3 separate regions of the Hordeum vulgare genome follow, and regions 2 and 3 are each linked to region 1. A link is a contact called in public Hi-C data. All regions are on one chromosome and are shown on one strand. Each heading gives the region's core, a stretch centred on a gene start, on an enhancer-like site or on the middle of the called end of the contact. The rest is flanking DNA. Distances are from core to core; before and after follow the strand shown.

Region 1 (4,775 bases), core at 769-3,268:
GATTCGAGTACAGTTTCGGATTTTCGAAAGTACTTCCTCTTTAACTAAATACAGGACGTTTTTGCAGTTCAATTTGTATTTAGATACGGAGATGTATGAATGAGACAAAACTACAAATATTTAATGTTTAAGTTTTTTTTGTATGATTAAACCAGTGGGAAATATATATTCTGTATAAGTGGGAACAGGTCCAGAACGAGGCCCGTAAGAAACTTGAGCACAAAAGAATGGAAGCAAAAATTTAGATGTTTGAATAGGAACCATGTAAAATTCAGTTCTTCTTTTTTACCTTGGTCTGAGCTCCCCTGCGTAGGTGCCTCGGTCTTCTTCTCTGCAACCAACACCACAAGAAGCAAAACTATTTCAGCCAAGCAACCAACCAGACTATGACAGTATTAAAAGAGTCTAAGCAATCACACATGTAACTCCAGGAATCAGGAAGAATAGTTAATTTAGATGCCCTGCCCAATATCATCGAATAACTAACAAGAAAAATTAAATAAGGAACCAATTTTTCCGTTTGAATGGATGATGTCAAACCCGTCGACACAAACAAAACCGAGGAATAGACACAACAACAGAGCAACTCCTACATTCAGCAGTATAAAGCTAGCATAGTTGTCAACCCAAATTGAAGAATCATTCTGTATCCTCGAAAGGATAATAGAATCAAATGTTGTGCGGGTCAAATTACCACGCAGCAAAACCATTTTTTTTGCTCAACATGCTCCTAAATATGTCTCTTTTGTGTATTAGAAGAAGAAGAACACATCAAGACGGCAAATCAAGAACCAAATCAAATTCTTGGATGCAGAAAAGATCACACCTCCAAAACCAAATTCGCACAAGGAAAAAAAGGGGACGAAATCTTGTACTACTGTACTACCGATGCAACTCACGCTTTTACCGCCAATAATCAGCAACAAACCAGCGGCTCAACTGCACCATCAATTCAAAAAGCACACATTCTTCGCATGCAAGAGAGGAGCAGCGCGCTCACCGGGTAAAGAAACGGGCACGGCCACGGCCACCACCGCGGGTGCCTGAGATGGAGACGGATATGGAGCCGTCGGCAGAACCGGCACCGGCGCAGGCGTGGACGTTTCCTCGTCCTCTTCCTCGGACGACGATGAGGAGGAAAACAGCCCGTCGTCACCGGCCACGGATGCGCGACCACTGTCGAACACCACCTTCTCCTTGCCCTCCTCCTCCCCAACCTCCGCGAGCACCGCGGCCGCATTACTGCCACCGTCACGGATACCGCCGCCGCCGCTGCCGCGGCCCTCGATTATGTCGTACACCTCGCGGTCGAAGAAGCCCGGGAGCCTCCTCTCTCGCCGCGCGTCGTTCCGCATGGCCCAGAAGGACACCTCCTTCCCCGCCAAGGACGGCAGCGAGCGCTCCCACTCCCTGATCTTCTTGTAGTCGCCGGCGAGGTTGCTCCACCGCTTCCGGCACTGCACGGGGCCCCGCTCCACGCCGTGCCGCCGGCAGTACTCCGCCACAGCCGCCCACTTGGTCGGCTCCGCGGCCGCTCCACCTGCTGCTCCCCTTCCCCTGCCGCGCCCGCGTACCTCCACCACCCGCTTCCCCTCGATGAGGACCAGTATCTCCTGCCGCGTCCACCGCGGCAGCCGCGCCGCGCGCCCAGGCCCTGCGATCCCGCCGCCGGGATCACCGGCGCTAGACATGCCGCGCGCACGGCGAGAGCGCGCCGGTGCAACGGCGAACTAACAAGTGTGGAGAGAAGGGAGGTGTGGAAGCAAACCAACGGAATGAGGAGAAGGCTGTGTGTCTTAACCCTTAAGCCGCGGATTATGAGAGAGTGGTCTTAATTAGGTGTAAACTAACGACGATTAAGTGGGGGATTACGGGGTGGATTCTCCAGGGAGGGAGGAAAAAGGAAGAGTGGTTGGAATGATTAGAGGGAGATTAATGGAGGAGCATTCCATCATGGAGTGGAGTGGGGGTGGGAATAGGGGGGCGGGCACCTATTGTTTCCGTTCCGGTTTTCAGCAATAGATGGTAGGGTAGGGTGGGATAGACATAGACTAGTACTGTTGTGATATTCATTCCTATGCCTTTTTCGTTTTCTATTTTGGCCGGAAATTCGGATCCGCTGCTTATTTTTGTGTGATGAAATAATTGGGTTTTCTATTTTGGCCGGAAATTCGGATCCGCTGCTTATTTTTGCGCGATGAAATAATTGGAAGGGTCGCTGCAATACGCTCATGGGAATACCACACAATTGTTTTATATCTTTATTGTCAATCCCCTTTATACATCCGACGTGATCGATCAAAAAACCATTACTAGAAAGGCTCCTTATAGAAGGTTCATACACGTTGACTAACCGGTATTCTTTATATGTAACATATATATTGAATAGACATGGAGCGCGGGCGCGTCCATCACGCCGGACTAACCGCAAAGACCAACACGAAAACACGTAGAAATCATTGTCCCAACGGATGTCTCCTCCAATTTTTGATGAGGACGGTGAGGATGCGTTAATTCTTGCTCACATTCAACATGTTAGGGGTGCCAGTTAGTCATACACTTGACTAACCGACAATAACAAGCATCCCTCAATGATGTAGGTGGAGACAAATCACGATCGACGGGGCTGAGGTGGACGCAATCTTCGTAGACATGGAGTTCGATGATGAGCCGGAGCCGCTACGAAAGACTGCCACCCCCCCTAGAAATGGATGCCATTTACATCTCCGACGATGAGTAGGCTAAGTTAATTTACGTAGTTTTTATGTGTTGCACGATATAGTATGAATTTGAGGAGTAAAGTTTGAGGGTTGTGGTTGCAACGGATCAAAAATGAGTACTGACCGACCACTATCCGCGAACGAGGTCGAACGTTTGCGGTACGAATTTTGGTATACTGTATGTAGACGCTCTTACTCATGTCACCTAAGGGCATCTCCAACGCCGGCCCATCACCTGTGTACATCCGGACCGTGCAATCCAGACATGTTGTGCCATCTAACATGGGCTTGTATCGGTCCGCCGAACAGTTCACAAGTGTTTTCCGCAAACCGGAGACAAAATGAGGGGGGAGGGGGGTGGCTTTGCAGGTGTCTGGACCGCTACCACGCCACCCTGACCCATAAAAAATCCTATCCATTTCTCCCGAGTTTTCCAGTAAACACTCGCGCCGCTTGTCACGTCACATTCATGACGGCCAAGAGCATGCAGTGGCCGACGTTGATGCACACGATTTGAATAGACTAGAGGGACAAACGAGACTTATTGGGCATCACGCTTCAATGCACACGTTATGTCCCGAGAAGCCAACTCCAACCCCATAGAGGCCGTATGTCGAGGACACATAGAGAAACAGTCCCTCCTCCCCGAGCACCGTCCCCTTCTCCATCCCCATCCCATCCCCGAGCCTAGCGGCGATGCCTAAGTCCCGGTTCTTTGTGCCGACAGGCGGCCCCGATGGAAGTTCCTCTTCAGGCGGATTGTGGTTCCTTTCCAGGACCTTCTGCATCGATGGCTCCGGGCTCCTCCAGCAAGGAGGAGATAGTCATCTCCTCAGGCGACGAGGAGGCCACCCACAACAGCGGCCCCAATCGCGGCTCTAGCAGATGAAAAATCCGTTCGTCCGATAGAGATCTTGACGAAGCATGTGCTCCGTCAGATGCGCCCGACGATACCATCCTCGACGCACGTGAAGGAGGAACCAACAGCCCCGTCACGCGTCCACGTGAGGTAGGAGCCAACATTCCCACTCAAGCAGGTGAAGGACGAGCCGGTGTCCTTGTCTTGCAACAGTGTCCTCCACGTCGACGACTGTGCGAAGCAGGAGCCAACATACCCCTAACACCTCCGCCGCGTGAAGGACGAGCCAGTCTCTCCCCCGCTACACGGCTGCTACACGCAGATTGATGGCCCCTCATTGCCACGACGACGCCACCGCGACCCAAAGAAGGAGGAGCCGCCACCGGCGACCGCGGAGGCGTGTGTCCGCATCCTCCGCTACCTCGGTGTAGGCAGTTACATCGGTGCCTCTTGCTCTTGGGCTTTGGTATCCGAGGCGGATTGTGCGAAGAAGCAACATACTAGGTATGACCGTCACAATGTAGATCACCGCTCCGCGTTCTCCAAGACGGACATGGCACCGAAATGGGTCCGCAACGGTCTTGTCCTGGCCGCCGCGTGAGCGCTCAATTGCTTCATCACCATCTTGGAAACGTCCGCCGGGCGCTGCCGCCTTGACGTTGAGCTCGCCAAGATCTGCAAGGAGTGGTCGCTTAGCGACTGCTCCACTAACGTCGACAGGGGCAAGGCGGCCGCCATGGCTTCGTCCGCGTCGTCAGCAGTTGCCAAGCCGTCCCTCCGCACCGTGCAAGAAGAGGCGAAGCGGCTCCTCAAACGGCAGGCAACCGCGGGACAAGGTTGTCGCTGTCCTCCGGCATCCTTGTGCCGTTGGAGGGACGACGACGATGACGAGGTGTGGGAGGACAGGGCAACCATACATATGAAGTGGTCATCCGATATATGGTTTATTTTTTAATACATTTTAATAAATTAGTAAAAAATTGTTAGTTTACGTAAATTATATCCGATTTTTTTGTAAAATCTAACCGGTTTGCACAAATCTCGTGCGGTTCATTCCAATAATTGTTGAAATATATACGAACAACGTTGGATGACGACCTCTGACATCAATATTCACAGACTGGTACCCCATTCGCGGACATATGCCGGAGTAAATTTACGGATCAATGTTGGAGATGCCTTAGAGCAACTTAGCA
Region 2 (4,775 bases), core at 1,694-4,193, 860 kb before region 1:
TTCACCCTCACGAAGTAGCCCTAAGAGCAAGTGTTCAGATCCTATATAGTTATGCCCTGAACAATGAACATAAGGAAAATTAGTACACATCTTAGATACGCTTATCGAACAAACAATAGCCTCAAGAAGCAGCAAAATAAGCAAGACTTGTTCTTAGGCCCCTGAGACTAATGTGATATAGTAATTTTATCACCTTAGCTCAATAAATACTAAAATTTCGTCATCTTCAAGAAGGAACAATGCAATAGTGATATACTCCCTCCGTCCGAAAATACTTGTCACATTAATGGATGCATCTAGATGTATTTTAGTTCTAGATGCATACATTTTTATAAATTTGTGCGACAAGTAATTCTGGACGGATGGAGTAGTGATGTTTCAATTTTTAATGTATCAGGAGTATAGCAGTAATTCCCCGTCACTGCCAAATCTTAAGGACCCAAAGCTACCCTGCATAGGACACTGCATGGTGAGGAATTCATGGTTGACTTGCCAAAGAGCAGTAACTGCTCGCTAGATGGGCAATGAAGGTCAAGGATGAGGGATGGTAAAACATCACTGTTGAGCTAGCACACTAGCTTTCCCCAGGGTTCCTGCCACAATCACCTAATGGAGAATTTCCACAGTGTAAAAGAAGGACAAAGCCTCATTCTGCACAGGACCTGCTGATCACTTATGCTTAATATCATTCTGGATTAGTCACTGACTAAGACAATTGTACATGTTTAGTGATCAAACCACTACATGAAATCTTACACCACTCTCCATACATTAATGTACACTCAGAAAGTAAGAACAGGATACTACATAGATAAAACTAGAGTATATAAGAAACACTTATAAAAGCAACGGCCAGTCATAGTCCGGCCAAGTACATATAATGACAAAAAATAGGGCCTAGCCTCAGATAGTCAGGGCCCGACAATGATTGGGGATGGGAATGGGGAAACATCCATGTGCTTGCTTTAACCAATGGTGAGATGAATTAACCACTAGTTCCCCACACTCATCACCGAATGGGAATGCAGCTCTATTCCCATATCTAGCAAAACACCTGATGTTTACTTGTCCTCAACTACCATTCCCTAATAAAGTCATAAATTCAGATACTTTGTGCACTTTTCTTAAACAATTACACTAGTATATAGCAAAATTATGTGGACTAAGAAAAACAGAACAGAGTAACTAAGAAAAGAAACTAAAATGAAAACAGACTGATTTGGTTACAAACTAGATGTAAACAAATAAAAAAATTGATGATGTGCATCCAGCAATAATTACAGAAATCGCTTATCAAAATGGATGAAACAAGAGCATGAAACTAGCTGATTTTTGTGGATAAATGAAGGTGATAATTAATACCTAGCTGGCGAGCTTCTTCAAGTGACAATTCGAGTACACGTTTTGCACGAGGTGTAAATGGAATTTCAACGGCAACAAACCCACTGCCTCTTCCAATAATCTTCTCAACTTCCACACGGGCATCCTTAAGACTGATCCCCATAGACTTTAGAACCTTTGCTGCAATTCCAGTTCCCTCACCAATAAGGCCAAGCAGAATCTGTTCTGTCCCAACAAAGTTGTGGCCAAGGCGTCTTGCTTCCTCCTGTGCAAGCATAATCACCTTGATTGCTTTCTCTGTGAAGCGCTCGAACATGGCCCTGACCACCATTCTTGAACCTGACCCACGTGGTCGTGAAATTTGGCTTGCTACAATGGAGCCAAAGTCACGTTTGATAACGGACCTTGTATCCAGGAAATTTGTTTGCCGCAGTCCTTGAAAACCCCCGAGAGTAAGGGTCCTCGTTGGTGTACTGCGTAACATTGTGGCCCTTGTGCGCACACAGAACCGTGTAGAGCTCTTCCTGTAGGCGGTAGGAGCGATGGCAGACTGAACCAAAGTCCCCTCCATATTGAACTAACCAAAAAACCACAGGTTTACAGGTGCCTGCAAAGAAAAGAGCATTACTCAAACAGCAAACATCACAAAATGATTGCACAGCAACTTTGGCATATGGTAAGTCCCACATCTGTGGCTCAAATACGAGGTTAAAAGAATTCGCCAACCATTCACATATCATTGAAACAACACCAAATGACCACAAAACAAACAGCAGTATAGTACTATAAGAAATTCGTGCACAATGTTTTTTACTAAGCTTGATAAATTTCATGTATCCAGCAAACTTCAACACAGGATTATCCACACGTGACTGCTCCAACCAAGAGAAGAATATCATCTAAATCCGCTCGACAATAGCACCTCAATCGGACAGCCCCTGCCGTGCGCCAACACGTGCCAATCAAAGCCAACATATATCCACATCACGGCAGCTACCAAAATAGCGCACCTGACTGCATCCACCGACACGCCGGGTAAATAAAGGATTCGCAGAATTTCCCCTAGAACTAGCCAACCAACCAACCAATCGATCCACGGAACCACCAAACCCAAACCACAAATCCGTCCACCCGGGGAAACGGAACCGGATAAGGTTCCCAATGAACCCCGAAAACAATCGGAGAAACCAACGCGCGGGGAGTCATCGCCCCCCCACGAGCGAAGGGCGCGGGGACGGAAGCGAGCGGCGGGCGCGGCGGGGGAAGCCTCACCTCGGCGACGGCGTGGCCGCCCAGCGGCGGTGGACCGAGGAAGAACCTTGGGACGCGCAGAGTGGATAACACGGGGAAGAGAGCTAGATGCGAAATCCTAGCAATTCACAGGCTTAGCTAAAATTAATATAACTACTGCTCCGTAGGATCCATGTTACAATGATGAAAGTGGAATACCTACCGAAGAAATACTACCACCTCAACTCGTGCACGCGCCGTGTTCGCTGCCTTGCCCCAGGTCCAGCCGCTGGCCGCCGCCCCACCCTCTCGCTTCTCGCTAGGGCTAGTCGCCTCGAATTACACGGCACCGTGTTGATGATAAGGAGCGACCACCCACGCTTATCGGATGTGCGTCGATTTATATGGCCCAGCAAAGGCCCACAACAGACACACACACCCCCTTCACTCCACCGTTTCTCCTCCTTTTTCTACATCGGCATCTCAGAAGCTTTCTCGTAAAATTATAAAAGGAAAAAAGCATGCATTCATCCAACATAAAAAAAACTTCCTTCGTTCCTAAATATAAAACATTTTAAAGATTGCACTATAGACTACATACAAAGCAAAATGGATGAATCTATATTTTAAAAGATGTCTATATACATTTGTATGTAGTTTATAGTATAATCTCTAAAAGGTCTTATATTTAGGAACGAAGGGAGAGTACATGCGACAAGACATGCCTAATTAAAGATAAATTATTTCTTTACATGTCCCATGTTGGCTGTGAGAATGCATAATCAAGCTTCACTTATGAAAGGGGCTTCTACTTGATTGCATCTCTCACCAACCTTGTCGACGATAGGGGTCACAACTTGTCGGGCTGCCTCAAGTTCAGGATTGTCATAGAGCTTCTTGAACATGTTTAACATGTCAACGTCTGGGTTGTAATACATGACCTTGGAGAGCATCCTCGAGATCACGTTGCAAACCAAAATCCTCACTTCATCGACAAACTTCTATGCACGCCCTTTGTGATAGGCGTCCAGCGCCGTAGGTAGCCCCTCGAAGAAGAGAGACAATGTGGTGCTAACGACTTGACTATTATCCATATTGAAGCTCTAGGTTCCTACATCTATGATCCCTGGTTGAGTGTTAAGACGCTCGGTGATACCGACAAGCTTGGTGGTCCAATCAGAGATAGATTTCTCCAAGAGGGTGAAATTGTGTTCAACGGTTTTCTGCACGCACCTGGTGCTACTTATAAAGTACGTTGGCATTATTCCTCGAAGAGGAGAGGAGATGCAGCGCAATAGAGATAAGTATTTCCCTCAGTAAGAGCAGAGGTTATCGAACCAATAGGAGAATCATGCAAATTCCCGTCTCCGCCACCCACACACAAAAGAGCACACATTTGCATTCAGCGCGGGTAAGAGGGTTGTCAAGCCCTTTAAACTCATTAGTTGTAAATATTAAATAGTGATAAATAGATAATATAAATATAAAATAGAACAATAGAAGGTACATAGCAGCATTATTTGTAGTGTTTTTTTAATATGACTTGTGAAGGGTCGAGGCCATACTTTCGCTGGAGGCTTCTCTCTCGAAGAAAGCATATGGTGGGTAGACAAATTATTGTTGTGCAATTGATAGAAAAGGGCATAGTTATGAAGTATTTTTCACAACAATGATATATATATATATATGTGTGTGTGTGTGTGTGTGTGTGTGTGTGTGTGTGTGCAATCACGTTCATAAGCAAGTAGACTCACTCCTGCGTGCATCTACTACTATTACTCCAGTCATCGACTGTTATCCAGCATGCATCTAGAGTATTGAGTAAAAACAGAATAATGCTTGGAGCAAGGTGACATGTTGCAGACAAAGTAAACTCAACTAATATAAATAAACCCCATCTTTTTATCCTTAATTGCAGCAATACAAATACGTGTCATGTCCCCTTCTGTCACTGGGATTGAGCACCGCAAGATTGAACTCATCACAACGCACCACTCTAATACGTCTTCCATGCTATTATATTATCAATCTTGGATGCTTTATACGCATTTATATGATGTTTTATATCATTTTTGAGCACTAACCAATTAAGCAGTGCCCAAAGCCACTTACTATTTTCTGCGTATTTTTGGCTTTTTAAGAAAACAGTGCCAAACGAAGTCCAACCGCAACGAAACTTTTAGATGATTTTTTAGGACCAAAAT
Region 3 (4,775 bases), core at 1,319-3,818, 760 kb after region 1:
CCATATCCATTTTTCTGAGAGAGAGCCACCTACTCATGTGTTGAGATCAAGAAATTCCAATCCATCCATTTGAAAGTTGATCGCTAGCCTCTCCAAGTTTCTTTCCACACAATCTATCTCTTCTACCCAAGCCAAATCTGTGAGAGAGTGATTGAGTGTCGAGGAGACTATCTTTTGAAACACAAGAGCAAGGAGTTCGTCGTTCTACCACATCTATTACCTTTTGGATGGTGGTGCCTCCTAGATTGGTTAGGTGTCGCTTGGGAGCCTCCTACTTCGTGAAGATCTACCCCGAGTGAGGCTAGTCCTTTGTGGACGTAAGCCATGGTGGAATAGACAAGGCCACTTCTTTGTGGACCCCTTGTGGGTGGATCCCTCTGTGGACTCTCGCAGCCGTTACCCTCCGTAGGTTGAAGTCTCCACTAATGTGGATGTACGATAGCACCACTTATCGGAACCATGCCAAAAATCGTCGTGTCAACATTTGCGTTTTATCTTCCTATCCCTACCCTCTAATTACATATGCATTTCATTACTTTTCGCTGCAATACTCTTAGACTTGCATGTGTAGGGTGTGCTTGACTAGTTACAATTGCTAAAAGTGTTCCATAACTAAAGTTGGGAAACGACTAAGTTTTTATTTGGTCAAGTAGTATAATCACCCCACCCTCTAGACATACTTTAGATCCTACAAGGTGGAGCTAGATTCTGACAGAAGACTTCACTCAGTTTCGATAGAGGGACTACAACACAAGAGCTCGCACAGTCAAATCCTATTTTCAACAAAAAAAGCTAGAGGCATGTGGTTTGGATTGGGGTCCAGTGGTCCGATGGAGACATGATACTTGACATTGGTCGGTAATGATTGGTGGTTCTCTGTTGTAGGGATTGAGGCGGTGTGATCTACCTATCCATGAGACTCGACCAGAATAGTAGAGGCTCGGCGCAGTGATAGCAACGAGGCATGCGGTTAGACATGTGGTCAGATAAAGTGTGCAAAGGGTGTTGTAGCAATGTTGGTGAGTACCAGATTCTAGTTCGTGACTGGGTTCATCGATATCAAGAGATGGACATGACTCAACCATGGAGAATCTGAGAAAGTGGTGGAAAGTCTAGGAATGTCGAAAGCTTGAATAGTATAGGGTAATATATTTTGTGATGTTGAGTGCACGTGGCAAAGTGCGGATGACAAATACACATGGAGGTGCACTGTTATAGTTGTGGGACATGTAAGAGCGGAAAATGGTGAGACGACTCGGATTTTTGACTTAGTATGACAGAGGGTGATGGTGAAATTCGTTCAAGTTTCAGACATTAGTCAATAAAGAGCTAAGATGGTGAGTTAGGGTAACTCTTACATGTGGCGTCCAACATACGAGTTGTTCACTTTCACGGACACGATAACCGATATGTGATGGAATTGAATGGAATAACGGATTCTTCAAAAGTTAGGAATGAAAACTAGTGTAAAGTAATTTAGCTTTGACTATGAAGAGAAGTGTAACTTAATTTGACTTTTATTATGAAGAGAGGAGAAGGGACTACAATTGCAGGTGAGTTCCTAATTGGCGACATTGAACACATGTTTTGAAAGTTGGGAGTATGAGAGTAGGAGCGGTGCTCATAATATAATCTCAAGTCCAATGTACATGAAGGTTCAATGCACAAATGAATCTAAGGTGATTCAGTATATTCATCAAGGCGGAGTTTGTTGGGATTGTATTGAATATTTATACAAAAGATTATAGTTGAATTTAGAGTCGTACTGTATATAGACAAGATAGGTATAGTGACATAGTAGAATTTGTATACTAAACATCTTATGTATAATGTAAGAGAAGACGAATCATATAACATATGCCAACATAATAGCATATGCCAACATAAAGGGAGACAACGTTCGTATGGTTGGTGTACGGTAATATGATGATGTAATGAGAATGAACGTTTATAATTATGCCTCGAAATATAGCCGATGTTTGCTGAATCTTGATGTCATGTGATTGTTTAATTCTTCATATATCGACTACGATTCTCGGATAAATTCTAACAACTCCTGCCGGTTGTTTGAAAAGAAGCTCCGATAAATAATCAAACCAAAGAATACGAACTAGAATTCAAATACTTCACCGCAAACCTTTGAAGTGAAATACACATAAATCTAGGCACACCTGGCCAAACGGGCCCGCACGACACGACCCGTGGTAATCGGGCCTCGTACGACACGGTCCGCCCAGGTACGTTTATTAGTTGGGCCGTGCCGTGCCGGCCCGTGGGCTGTGCCTCTAGGCTCAAGCAAGGCTCGGTTATTAAACAGGCCGACGTGTTGGCCCGATTAGCATGCTGGACCGCATTTTTTAAACTTTTATGGGCATATTTTTAGACCTATTCAGCTATATTATATATATATATATATATTAAAAATATCTAAATATATATATAAAATAAACTGGTCGTGTCGTGTCGGCCCGCGTGCCCATCCTTCAGACCCAGGCACAGCCCGAGGCGTGCTTCGTGCCGGACCGGGCCCGTGCCAGGCACGCGGGCTGTCGGGCCCATTTAGCTGGCCCGTTTGGCCAGATCTGAACCTAGGGGCCAAACTGGCAACCCCCACCCATGGACCCAGACGTAGAAACCCTCGCCGCCGCCGCCGACGCACTCGCCGGCGACGGCGGTGAGGCCGATAGATTCGAGGCGGAGGCGGAGGCCGAACTCCTTCGCGACCGCTTCAGGCTCGCCGTCATCAACATCGCGACTTCTGAAGGTTGGTTAAAATGGCACCACTTTTTCACCTGGCGTCCAGTTTCCGCTATCAGTTCTTGCTCTTGCAACTGCGATCGGGATCCGGAGCAGTAATGTATGGAGCATTCGTGCTTTGCAGGCAGGAAGGCGGGCATGGAGGTTGCGGGTCCCGTCGTCGCCTGCATCGCGGACTTGGCCTTCAAGAGCGCAGGTTCCCTAAATATTTACCTCCTTTTGTTGTATTTGCTCTCACAACTGACTCTGCCCATCTTTTAATATCCACCTGGTCAATTTTAGACCGAGTCTTGGCGTGGAACAGAATCAGCTGATTTACCTTAGCCAAAATGTGTGCTTGTTGACTAGTGGCAGTTTAAGATAGAATGGAGCTGGAGCGATGCGCTTCATGTTAGATTTGTCCAGAATGCCTGGAGCATTAGATCTTACCACAAACTCATGTTTGATTTCTACTGTGTCCCTGGAGCAATGAACTTCTTTTTTGTGTCACAGGGATGCACTTCTATTTGATTTGACCTTTAAGAGAAGGCTTTGATTTGGTAGATGTTTGTTTCTGTGTTACTCAGTATCTCGAATTTCATGCTGATACTAATGGTACTAATGGTTTTTTCTATTACAACAAGCTCTGCATAGAAAAAGTATTCATGATGAGGTTAAGAAACAATCTGCTTTGCATGCTCCTCTAACACAATTCAAGATATTTAGTTGAATTGAAAATGTGCTCTTGAAGAGAGCAAACCACTTTTTTATGTGTTTAGGTAATGTCTGGTCGAACTGACTTCCAGACCTCGGTGGGTTATAGAATACACGTGAAAAATTAAGACATCAAGTTGCACTGAAGATCACTCCATCCCGTCCACAAACTCCAGAATCACATCCTTTTAAGTGGCACACTGTATCAGCTAGAAAGCAATAGCTCAGCACATTTCCAGCTCAGAATCGGGGATCTTGTGGGAACCACAAAATTTTGTTTCCACGGTGAGAGTGAAGGAGATGTATCAGAACATCAGTAAGTGGATTTTCAGAGCAGCATCTCTGAAACTACAGCGTTCTGCTGTACTAGCTGTATTGGAACTGATTATTTGCACTCTGCAGAATAAGATTGGTTCTGAATCTTGTTAGATTTGCATATTTGGAAACTATATGGGTAGTGTAATTAACATAATCTTCGCAATGTGCAGAGCAGCTGGCTAAGGATGTTGAGCTGTTTGCACAGCATGCTAGTCGTAAATCCATTAGGATGGACGATGTTATCCTCACAGGTACTAATATGCAAACAATGTCTTTACTCATGCCTGAAAGAGAAGGAAAGAATATTGGCTTCCTGGAATTGTTCTTTTCTATAGAAGGTCGTTTGAGATATTTGTATACTTGAAATTTTACAAGTGTTGACTACATAGTTGATAAGCTACAGAGGAAAATGTTGGTGATAGTCTCTTTATGGTTCTCTTAATGCATTTTTTCCTCACACTGACTATTGCATTGTGCATTCCCAGCGCATAGAAATGAGCGTCTTATGGACCAGTTGCGAACATTTTCTCAAAACCTGAAAGGAAAGGAGCCTTGCACCGGGAAGAAGAGAAAGAAATCATCCAAGAAGGACAATAACATGACCATTATCTGATCTCAGATATTATCTTTATCCCTAATTGTGCAAGAGTATAGGCTGAATCGACACTGCAGGAGCACCCAAAATACCCACTAACTGGTACTCAACGCATTTGGAGATCGCGGGCATGTAGAATGTTACAAGGTTTACCCGTCACATTTGTCGCTCTCTTTTGAAATTGTTGGTGTCAAGTGGTATTGGCATATTAGGAAATCTGTGTTTGCACGAAATTCATGTACTGCCATAGTCAATGTTCCCAGGTTTATTCATCACTTTTATCGCTCTGTTTTGAAACTGTTGGTGTCAAGTGGTATTGGCATATTTGGAAATCTGTTGCATGAAATTTATGTGCTGCCATAGCCTTCTGCTTATTAAGATTTGACAATCGTGCAAGCTTATCTCAACCAAA

What was found. A called contact is a pair of places that touch in the nucleus more often than the background predicts.
Region 2: a contact with region 1 is called in a Hi-C map of leaf, with 6 times the contacts expected there. The contact joins the promoter of LOC123426575 here to the promoter of LOC123426577 in region 1. A contact is called at or near these places in 5 of 6 Hi-C or Micro-C datasets (leaf and seedling) and 1 of 1 datasets of contacts at active chromatin or transcription factors (embryo).
Region 3: a Hi-C map of leaf shows a contact between it and region 1, with 4 times the contacts expected there. The contact joins the promoter of LOC123426579 here to the promoter of LOC123426577 in region 1. A contact is called at or near these places in 5 of 6 Hi-C or Micro-C datasets (leaf and seedling) and 1 of 1 datasets of contacts at active chromatin or transcription factors (embryo).

What each region holds. Positions count from the first base shown.
Region 1 is chr2H:444,177,167-444,181,941 of MorexV3_pseudomolecules_assembly, forward strand. It overlaps LOC123426577 (trihelix transcription factor ASR3-like), which reads right to left and starts at 2,019. Exons shown (of 3, transcript XM_045110439.1): 1 at 1,001-2,019; 2 at 290-331. The coding sequence starts at 1,691.
Region 2 is chr2H:443,315,072-443,319,846 of MorexV3_pseudomolecules_assembly, forward strand. LOC123426575 (chaperone protein ClpC1, chloroplastic) reads right to left here and starts at 2,944. Exons shown (of 11, transcript XM_045110436.1): 1 at 2,795-2,944; 2 at 2,614-2,710; 3 at 1,363-1,948; 4 at 1-56. The coding sequence starts at 1,912.
Region 3 is chr2H:444,936,154-444,940,928 of MorexV3_pseudomolecules_assembly, forward strand. It overlaps LOC123426579 (protein MHF1 homolog), which reads left to right and starts at 2,569. Exons shown (of 4, transcript XM_045110440.1): 1 at 2,569-2,764; 2 at 2,882-2,953; 3 at 3,939-4,019; 4 at 4,254-4,709. The coding sequence starts at 2,617. The coding sequence ends at 4,381.